2 separate regions of the Sus scrofa genome follow, and region 1 is linked to region 2. Evidence: chromatin contacts called from public Hi-C data. All regions are on one chromosome and are shown on one strand. The core of a region is the stretch at or near the end of the contact, and the rest is flanking DNA. Distances in the headings are between cores, read along the strand shown. Region 1 has its middle 21 kb from the start of LBH. Region 2 has its middle 31 kb from the start of LCLAT1.

Evidence for each region. A called contact is a pair of places that touch in the nucleus more often than the background predicts.
Region 1: a contact with region 2 is called in a Hi-C map of omental adipose tissue, with 2.3 times the contacts expected there. A contact is called at or near these places in 7 of 47 Hi-C or Micro-C datasets (embryonic fibroblasts, heart right ventricle, mesenteric adipose tissue and 4 more) and 1 of 2 datasets of targeted methods (skeletal muscle).

Annotation. Positions count from the first base shown.
Region 1 is chr3:109,131,621-109,136,924 of Sscrofa11.1, reverse strand. No RefSeq gene overlaps it. Among named protein-coding and RNA genes, the nearest start is that of LBH, 21 kb to the right of the region's middle.
Region 2 is chr3:108,841,690-108,847,332 of Sscrofa11.1, reverse strand. No RefSeq gene overlaps it. Among named protein-coding and RNA genes, the nearest start is that of LCLAT1, 31 kb to the right of the region's middle.

The DNA.
Region 1 (5,304 bases), core at 500-2,999, 290 kb before region 2:
CTGGTCCCCTCACTGCTCTACGTCCCTCACCCCATCTGGGCTTAGCTGTCCCCGCATTGCCAATGGTAATTCTGACTTCTGTGCTGCAGGCATCAGTGAGCTGGGTCAGATTCCATATGAGCTATGAATAGCCAAAAGACCCTTTCGAGAACACTTGGCTTGTAAGATAAGGAGTCTGTTCTCCCAAAAGCCACTCCACTGTGGGGGAATTCAAGAATGAGATATTTTAATAAGTACAAAGCCCCCAACTTAAAATAATCCACTGAAGAGTAAAGTGAATGGATTTTGGCAGAAAGTAACATGGTACCCCAAGCATTTCCCTTGACCTCACTTCTGGGCCTCAGCAAGTATGGTCAGGTGGGGTCCTCTCCTCCAGGGAGGGAGAACTTGCCCCCAGGCAGAGCTGGCCAAAGAGGAAATGGGCTGCTTCTTAAGATGCTGAGTTTCCGCATTCGAAACGTTTTGTGAGGATAATGGGGTGAGGTTTGGGGGCAGGACTATTTGAACAATGGATAGGGGGTCAGCCACTTTTAATGTGCCTTGCAGGGAACCTCTAATAGCCACTTTGTGGCCTGCCTTTAGCTGCCTTCCAGCTCTAAGAGTCTTTAAATTATTTGGACTGAATTCAGGAAGTCTCCTGCGAGTGGAGAAGCAGTGACAATCCTGCAAAGCAATGAGTATGAACAAATGTTAGCTGGGACTCTCCTCGAACCCCGCTCTGTGACCCTTGAGTATTTCCTATCACTCAGTCCTCACAATCACTCCAAGAGGTAGACGTTACACTCATTTTACAGATAAGGAAACTGAGGCTCAAGGAAGCTGATTTAACCAGAATCCCACAAAAGACAGGCAGTTCAAGCCCAGGTTTCCTAACTTTTAGTCTGATGTTCATAGTACAAATATTATGATTTTATTCTGTTCAGACACAGTAAGAGCTGGAAAAATATCAGAGTATTTATTCAAGAAAGGAAATGATCTGAAAAAAGGAATGGATTTAGTGGAATTGAATGGATGGGTTAGTTTAGGGCAGTTTCATGAGTTGCCAGGAGAGGGCAGAAGCCTTCCACCTTAGACGCTTATAAGTCCTTTATAAGCCCATGGAGGTTTAGGAGGAAGTGTAGTTAAGAATTTTTCATGGAGGGAACTTGAAGAAAGAGCAGGAAAGCACAGTGTGGCTGCTGTGGTTTCAGGTGGTGTGCCTCTGGGAGCCAGGGGCATGGAAAGAATAGCTCTGGATCTCCTGCACCCACAAGGCAAGAGGCCTATAGCAACATAAGACATGAACAGGATCTGAATCCAGACAATCCAAGACTTGGGTCCTCAATCTACCTGTGTCTAGCTTGTGTCATTTTCCCTCTGTGAGCCTGCTTCTGCATCCACGAAAAGAGGATAATAACTGCCTTGTAGGAGTATTGGGATAATCAGGGTAAAGCACTTTGCAAACTGAAATCATTAGCAGAGGTGAGTGCCAAGGCTGCTCCCTCTAGCTTCTCTCACTACACGTGAGCTGTGGGACAATAGACCAGGTTGCCACCTCAGCTGGGAGGCCAGGAGTGGTGGCGAGGCTGGCACTGAGGTGGTAGGCTGAGGGAGGAGGGAATGTCATTGCCCCCATTTTCTTGTTGGGGTCCCTCTGACCTCAGGACACTCCATTCCAGCTGGCATGCCTCAAAGGGACTGCCTGTCCTCTGAGGTCCTAGTCCTCAGAGGGGAGCCCTGAACCTCCCAGGCAGCAGCTGAGAGGCTTGAGGATCCGTGATATGGCTCAGCTCCCTCAGCCACAGGGATCGCATGGGCAGAGTCCCCTCCCAACCCAGTAACTCAGAACTGAAATGCTGTTGGGGAGGCTGAGTGTGAGAAACTGAGGACTCCATAGCTGCCAACTCCTAAGCTGACACTGGACACCTGTCACAGTAACAGCACCACTTTAATTTTGTTCATAATTTTGTTCATGAGGCCAGCAATCTTGAGAGGGAGGTAGGACAGATACAGTTGAAACTCCAATTTTTTAAGATGAAGAGACTCTCAGCCAACATAAGGATTTGTCTGAAGTCACACAGTTCTTAAAAAACAAAAAACCCCAAGCAACTCTTTTGGCCCTAAAGACACCACTTCGTACAAGTATTTCTATCAAGAGAGACCTACCTTCCGTCTCTCTCCATCTGTTCTCTCTTTAAACTCCCAGCGTAGGTGTAGAGGTGAGTGTGCTCCTCATTCTCGCCTTGTGTACGTTACCATTGTCAAGCTTTGCAAAGACCTTCTCTTGTTTTGTTTGATTTAATATTTCATTTTCCCATCATCCACAGTTTCTATTCCCATTCAACCCCTCTTCTTACCCTCTAAAGGGCACCCCCTCCAATTTGGTTGGTTGGTTGGTTGGTTCTTTCATTAATTAATTAATTGATTTATTCATTTGTAGGCTTGAGCCAGGTACGTTGCTGACCAATATTATATTCATACTGCTATTTTTAAGAAGTATACTTGATTTACAGTGTTGTGCCAATTTCTGCTGTAGAACAAAGTGACCCAGTCATATATATATATATATATATATACACACACCTTCCATTTCTTTTCTTTACTTTTCTTTTCTTTTTTTGCTTAGGGCTGCACCTGCGGCATATGGAAGTTCCCAGGCTAGGGGTCAAACAGAGCTACAACTGCTGGCCTACACCACAGCCACAGCAACGTGAGATCCAAGCCACGTCTGTTACCTACCATCACAGCTCACTGCAACCCGGGATCCTTAACCCACTGAGCAAGGCCAGGGATCGAACCTGCAACCTCATGGATCCTAGTCAGGTTCGTTAACTGCTGAGCCACGAAGGGAACTCCCTCACACCTTCCATTTCTTATATTATCTTCCATCATGGTCTATCCCAAGAGACTGGATATAGTTTCTGTGCTATAGAGTAGGACCTCATTGCTTATCCATTCTAAATGTAATAGTTTGTGTCTACTAACCCCAAACTCCCAATCCATCCCACTCTCTCCCCCTCCCCCTTGGCAATCACAAGTCTTTTCTCTATGTCTGTGAGTCTGTTTCTGTTCTGTAGATAGGTTCATTTGTGCCATATTTTAGATTCCACATATAAGTGATACGGTATTTGTCTTTCTCTTTCTGACTTCACTTAGTATGAGAATCTCTAGTGGCAACCATGTTGTTGCAAATGGCACTATTTTGTTCTTTTTTATGGCTGAGTAAATATTCCATTGTATACATGTACAATGTCTTAACCTTAATCTGTCACTGGACATTTTTAGATTGTTTCCATGTCTTGGCTATTGTCAATAATGCTGCCATGAACATATAGGTACATGTATCTTTTTGAATTATAGTTTTGTCTGGATATATGATCTAGAGTGGGATTGATTGATCATATTGTAGTTCTATATTTAGTTTTCTGAGGAACCTCCATACTGTTTTCCATAGTGGTTTTACCAATTTACAGTTCCATCAGCCGTGTAGGAGGGTTCCCTTTTTCCCATACCCTCTTCAGCATTTGTTATTTGTATACTTATTAATGATGGCCATTCTTTGTACCTTTGATTTGCATTTCTCTAATAGCGATGTTGAACATTTTTTGATGTGCCTACTGGTCTTTGGATAAATGTCTCTTTAGGTCTTCTGCCCATCTTTCAATTGGGTTTTGTTGTTGTTGAATTTGTATGAGTTGTCTGTGTATTTTAGAGATTAAGCCCTTGTCCCATGCATGGTTTGCAACTATTTTCTCCCATTCTGGAGGTTTTTTCATTTTTTTATGGTTTTCTTTGTTGTGTGAAAGCTTATAAATTTTATTATGTCTCATTGTGGGTTTTTTTTTTTTTTCTTTTGTCCTTTTTAGAGCTGCATCCAGGGCATATGGAGGTTCCCAGGCTAGGGGTCTAATCAGAGCTGTAGCTGCTGGCCTACGCCAGAGCCACAGCAATGCCAGATCCGAGCTGCATCTGTGACTTACACCACAGCTCACAGCAACGCCAGATCCTTAACCCTCTGAGCGAGGCCAGGGATCAAACCTACAACCTCATGGTTCCTAGTCATATTCTTTTCCACTGCGCCACAATGGGAATTCCCCATTGTTTATTTTTGTTTTTATTTCTGTTGCCTTGGGAGAGTGACCTAAGAAAACATTTGTATGGTTGATGTCTGAGAATGTTTTGCCTATATTCTCTTCTAGGAGTTTTATGGTGTCATGTCTTATGTTTAAGTCTTTAAGACATTTTGAGTTTATTTTGTGCACTGTGTGAGGATGTGTTCTAGTTTCATTGGTTTACCTGCAGTTGTCCAGTTTTGCCAGCATCACTTGCTGAAGAGACTGTCTTTTTCCCATTTTATATTCTTGCCTCCTTTGTTGAAGATGGACCATAGGTATCTAGGTTTATTCTGGACTCTTTGGTCTGTATGTCGGTTTTGGTACCAATACCACACAGTCTGGATTACTGTAGTTTTATAAGATTGTCTGAAATCTGGGAGAGTTATGCCTCCTGCTTTGTTTTTATTCCTCAGATTGCTTTGGCAATTCTGGGTCTTTTATGGTTCCATATAAATTTTTGGATTATTTGGTCTAATTCTGTGAAAAATGTCATTGGTAATTTGATACAGATCACATTAAATCTGTAGATTGCTTTGGGTTTTATGGCCATTGAAACAATGTTAATTCTTCTAAATCAAGGGCATAGGCTATCTTTCCATTTCTTTGAATCCTCTTTAGTTTCCTTGATTAATGTTTTATAGTTCTCAGCTTCTAAGTCTTTCACCTTCTTGGTCAGGTTTATTCCTATGTGGGTTTTTTTTTTTTTTTTGGTGTGATTTTTTTAATATTCCTTTTCTAATTTTTCATTGTTAGTATACAGAAGTGAAACTGATTTCTGAATATTAGTCTTGTATCCTGATACTTTGCTGAATTTGTTGATCAGTTTGAGTAGTTTTTGTGTGGAGTCCTTGGGCTTTTCTCTATATATCATCATGTCATCTGCATATAATGACAATTTTACCTCTTCTCTTCTCTTCTCTTCCAGTTTGAATATCTTTTATTTCTTTTGTTTGTCTGATTGGTGTGGCTAGGACTTCCAGTACTTCAGTGAATAAAAGTGATGAGAGTGGGCATCCTTGTCCTATTCCAGATTTTAGCAGGAAGGCTTTCAGCTTTTCTCTGTTGAGTACCATATTGGCTGTGGGTACGTCCTAAGTGGCTTTTATTATGTTGAGATATGTCCCCTCTATACCCACTTTAGTAAGAGTTTTTATCATGAATGGATGTTGAATTTTGTCAAATGCTTTTTCTGCATCTATTGAGATGATCA
Region 2 (5,643 bases), core at 2,448-4,947:
CATAATTAGTGAGGGAATCAGGCAGATGGTATGTAATCGGTTCAAAGGAAAGTAAGAAAAATCCCACAGATTTGTATGGAGAATGTTGAAATGGAGTGCCCGTAGAGATGAGTGGTTTGTGGGGGAGGAGCAATGAGCAGTGATGAAGTCAGTTGAACCCTCTTCCTGACAGGATGTCTCTGCATGTCTCTCAGTTACCTACAATTTACAGATTTGTAAAATTTCACGTAGAAGTGGGATGTGCTGAGCTGGAAGGGTGGTCTATGAACAGTGCCTGGTTTTCCGTGGTGTTTTCTCTCCATCAGTGGCAGTGAGAGGCTATTCCAGGGCAGTTCTTCTGGATCCTCTTGGAGCCTGGGAAAACTTTACAGTTATTATCATCATGCTATTAATGAATGTAGATGTATTAAAATAATTTGGTTTTGGATCATTTAAATAACTGGTTATACACGGATCCATCTTTGAATTTTCTTGTAAGAAGTTGTTAGTTTTCTCTCTAGGACTGGGTCTTTTTATGGAAAGCTGGTGATGACATGGAATATGGCTGCAAAGAGCAATAGTAAATCACTCTGGTTTTGTATGCTTTTCTCTTATAAACATACAGTTATTGAAACTGCAGAAAAATTTGGGGAGGCCTTATTATGGGCCTGGAAAGAGCCCAAGATTTATAATAATTTGAGTTACCTTATATGTATACAAAGACATGTAATTTATGATTTTATAACCTAAATTCCTTTTAGTTCCTTCTGTACATTTTAATGTATGTTTAAACTGAATAGTTTTTAACTTAACATACATGTTTTATACAGCTGGGTGAGATGTTTCATATTAGCCAGAATAAATGTTGAATGATTCTTTCCTTTTCATGATTTTTTTTCTGATAGATCATTTTTCCTAATATTGTGATGCCCTCTAGTGAATTCAGCCTTTCAGATAAGGAGTTATGAGAGGTAGTAATCAGTACAATGAAATCTTCAAAAGGAACATTCTAGTAATTAGAACTGTTTTTATACGTCTTGTTGAGAAGGCACGTTTCTGTTCCTGGAAGTGTTTAAGCAGAGATTTGATAATCTCCCACGAGTCTTATTGTTGAGTTAAGCAAAATTGTTCCAGATGACTTTTAAAATCTCCTTCAGCTTCAAGGTCTATATTTCATATAAGTTATTAGTCTTCAGTCAATAAATATTGAGCATCCACAGTGTCCTAGCACTGTCCTGAGGGTTGTGAAGCTTTCAGAGGTAGTGTTAAGTCATGGGTGTGACTTCAAGTAACTTTTGGAAAAAACAATGGTAGCCAGTTTTTATCGAATACCTAGTCTGTTCCTGGAGCTGCTCAAAACAGCTTACCTTATGTCATTTAATCCTCATAGTTACCATGAGGTAGGTACCATCTTTAGTTCTATTTTACTAGTATAGAAATTGAGACCCAGAGAGGTTAAATAATTTGCCCAAACTCATGTGGTAAGTGGTGGGACCAGGACTGACTTATATACAATACTCGTGATTAAGTTAAGGTAATTTTTAATTGTTTACAGGTTGGCAGCTCTCTGAGGGAGTGATTAGTTGTCTCTTACGCCAGCTCATATTACTTTTGGATATGTTATCTTTATATTGCTATACTTAAATGTGTGGTTTCTTATTCATTTCATTCAAGAAGTGGTAGTTTACTAATATGTACCTAAGTTTTTCAGTCCATTAACAAATTTTTGGGAGTTCCTCTCGTGGCGCTGCAGAATGAGTCCGACTAATATCCACGAGGATGTGAGTTAGATCCCTGGCTTTCCTCAGTGGGTCTGGGATCCAGCATTGCCATGAGCTGTGGTATAGGTCACGGACCTGGCTTGGGTCTGGCGTTGCTGCGGCTGTGGCATGGAGGGGCAGCGGTAGCTCGGATTCGACCCCTAGCCTGGGAACTTCCATGTGCTGGGGTGTGGCCCTTAAAAAAAGGAAAAAAACAAACAAACAAAAAAACCCACAGTGTTTTGGCCCATAAGATACTTATTTTAAAGACTTATTTAAGAGACAGAATGATACCATCTTACCTTGTAGTTTACTTTCAGTAAACATCAGTTCTTTAAAGTTTGGAGAATTCGGTATTCATTCCTGTGCCTAAGAATTCTTTGGGGCCATTTATGACTTTCATCTTTCTTTTGGCTTTCAGAGTCAGTTACCAACTTCATTGGATTTGAAGGCTGTATGATAGCTCTGTCCTTTTGGTTTTCAATACCTAGACCAAGCAGAAAGTGATTTCCATTTGTTGGTAAATTATTTAATCAGATTGGGAGTGTTGGCTTTTTGATAACCTGGATTTTAACTTTTTGTGTTGTCCCTGGGTCATTGTTAGTCATACAGAGACAGTAAGGGGTTCATCTTCAGTATGATTATTAGAAGGATAAGGTGAACCATAAGACAAAGAAATATTGTTTTGTGATATATAAGGTAGGTTTTTCTTATTTCTGGGAATTTGTCTGGTGTCCATTTATGAAACTGTTTCTTTGTTCCAAATCATTTGTATATAGTTCCTAATTTGTATTTAGTAAGTTCCAGATTAATGGTGACCTTAGCGACCAGACTGTTCCTTAGGCTCCTTGTTTCAGTTCTGTGTTTACCTAAAGACTTGTTAACAACATGCCCCTTTATTTTTCCATTTAGGGGCTAAGTGAGAAATGAATGGAGAAGGAGTAAAATAGCAGCTTTCCTAATGGAAGGAATGATACTCAGAAGTGCCCAGTTTAGGATTTTTAAAAAGTCTAGAAGAATTGAGTGGGACTCTAGAGAAGACTATTTCAATGAAAGCTGGAGCTTAGAAGAATCTCATGTGACACCATGTGACTTCTGGCATATCTTGAAAATGAATAACTACTTTTTAGGGTTTCTTGAGATTTTGTGATTCCTCCCACCCACCCCCTAATTTGTTTTTCCTATTTCTGTTTCTCTTACATCTCCCAAAGGTTTTTCTAGCAGTGACAATCTCAATGAGTTGTTTATGGGATAGGAATATAAGAGTGGCTGTGAGTGGGTAGGTGACGGTATGGTTTGGCCAAGAGTGAAAGAAAGGAAGTCAGTAGTAGTCCAAGCTTAAGATGAGGATGGCTCGGGTTAAGGTGGTGGCAATGCAAATTGATGGAAAGTGGTAGATTTAGGATATATTATGGAGATACAGTTGACAAGTCTCTTGCTAATTTTGTTGGATTTGGGAGGGAGGGGAAGGAAAAGAAAGAATGAAAGATGATTTCTAGGTTTCTTGGCAGAGAATCTGGGTGGTTGCTGATACCATTCACAGAGATGGAGAAAAACAAGGGCTGAGTGGGGGGCGGAGGAAGGGGGAGGGATCATCATGCCATTTATTCTGGAAGTGTTCAGTTTGCTAGAACTATTAGACACCCAGTGTCAGGTAATCCACTGAATCTGCGCATCGAGCTCCGAGGAGAGGACTGTGTTGGAGACAGAAAGGTCAGCCCGAGGAGAACATAGAGGAGGAAGGGAGGGGAAAAGGAATAGTGAGGACAGCCAATGTCTGAGGGGTAGGAAGCCCCAGCAGCAGTTAAAGGTCCAGTAGAGGAGGGGGAGCCAACCATGCAGATCCTGAGAGAGGAAACCCAGAGAGTATGTCAACAAAAGTCAAGAGAGGCGAGCAGTACAAAGAGGAAGTGGCCATTCATGTGGCGTGCTGCCAAGAGGTGGAGTGAAATGAGAACAGAGAAGCAGCCAGTGGATTTGCCAGTGTGCGCGTCGACTTTTTTGCTGATTTGGTTTCAGGGGAGTGGTAGAGACAAGCCAGTCTGTAGATGATTGAAGAGGGAGTGACATTGATGCATTTCTCTGTTGGCCAGATGTTCACTTGATGTACATGAGGAATCTTGAAAATCCACTCAGTCAGCTTGGAGGTTCGTATTCTCCATACATGGCTGGAGGGAGTCAGCATTGGCCTTTGCCTCCAATAATTTTTTCTTGGTTAGCATTTGCTTGCTAATTTAAAAGGTTCTGAATTTCATAGGTGCCTGCCATTTTAGAGTAACATCGAATGTTCAATCTATGTTAACTTCCAGAGTTAATATTATATTAAATTAAAATATAGAGTATTTACCTTTTCAGGAAAGTAATTACAAGCCTTGGAGATTATGCCAAGACTATTTCATCTTGAAACACTTAGAAATTCATTTTGGTTTTTTGTAATTATAGAGTTTTAGTTAAGAGCGACATCTAAACAGGGATTGCATTTGGCAGTTATGTACATGTTCTTGTTCTAAACTAAGCACTGTTTCTGTGGTTTAGACTTTTCTTTTATAAATAGAATTTTAATCTAGTTAGCTTAAAATTTTTTTCAGACGTGTTATAATTAGCACTGGCTACAACTTAATCCTAAAATGTGCATAATAAATTTAATAATATTTTATAAGCACTCCTGCTATTAAATGAAAGTAGATAGGAATTATTTGAATATTTAGAAAATTCTCTACTTTTTCTGTAACAGTGTGGAAAGCATATATGGCTGCTTAAAAAGAAGTTGACATATTACCTGCTTGGTCCTGTCACTGGGAATGATGTTCCTTATATTTTGGATCACATGGTCTTATAAACCCTGACAGCTCTTTCATATATTCTTCTGAGTATAGTATGTATTAATGTAGTTACTGGCATTGGAAGTTTATGTTACTGTAGGATTTATTTTCCAAATGTGCTTGGTCTGCCAGTTCAGGCCCACTGCACTGACTAACACATGAACCTTTTTAAAATTCTAAGGACAAGCAGTTTGGTTTATAGGAAATTGTTTAGAAGAGTTAAGAAACATGTCTGGGTCTCTGTGTTTTCATTTCCTAGGTTATCACAAACAAGGAAATCTGAGAAAATGATACAGCTAAGAGGAGCCTAAGGAGACATTATAACTAGATGTAATGTGGTGTCCTTATGGGATTCTGGAACAGAAGGACATTAGATAAACACTAAGGACATACATACATTTATTGATTGATTGATTGATTGTCTTTTTAGGGCCACATCTGGAGCATATGGAAGTTCCCAGGCTAGGGGTCCAGTCGTAGCTGTAGCTGCCAGCCTATGCCACAGCCACAGCAATGCTAGATCGGAGCCTCATCTGCGACCTATACCACAGCTCTCCTGAACGCCAGATCCTTAACCCACTGAGCAGGGTCGGGGATTGAACCTGCATCCTCATGGATACTAAACGGATTTGTTACCACTGAGTCACAATGGGAACTCCCCTCTAAGGAAATTTCAATACAGATCTTAGTTACTGAAAATAAGTCAATATTGGTTCATTAATTGTGACAAATGTACTGTACTAATGTAAGGTAACAATAGGGGAAGCTGGGTGTGGGGTGAATGGGAATTCTATACTGTCAACACAGCTTTTCTGTAAATTTGAAACTGTTCTAAAACAAAAGTTTATTAAGGAAAAAAAAACATGTAGGATAGGAGATGTTTTTGTAGCCATCACTGGAAAATACAGTCTGCCATGCTTCTTTATGACTGGCTAAGTTATGTAAGCTTTGTGGATCTCAGTTTCCTTATCTTTAAAATGAGGATATGTTATAATAATAATGTCTACCTCCATAGGGTTGTTGTGAGGATTAAATGAGGTAATGCAAGTGCCTTGCATACCGTCTGGCCCTGTAAATGCTCA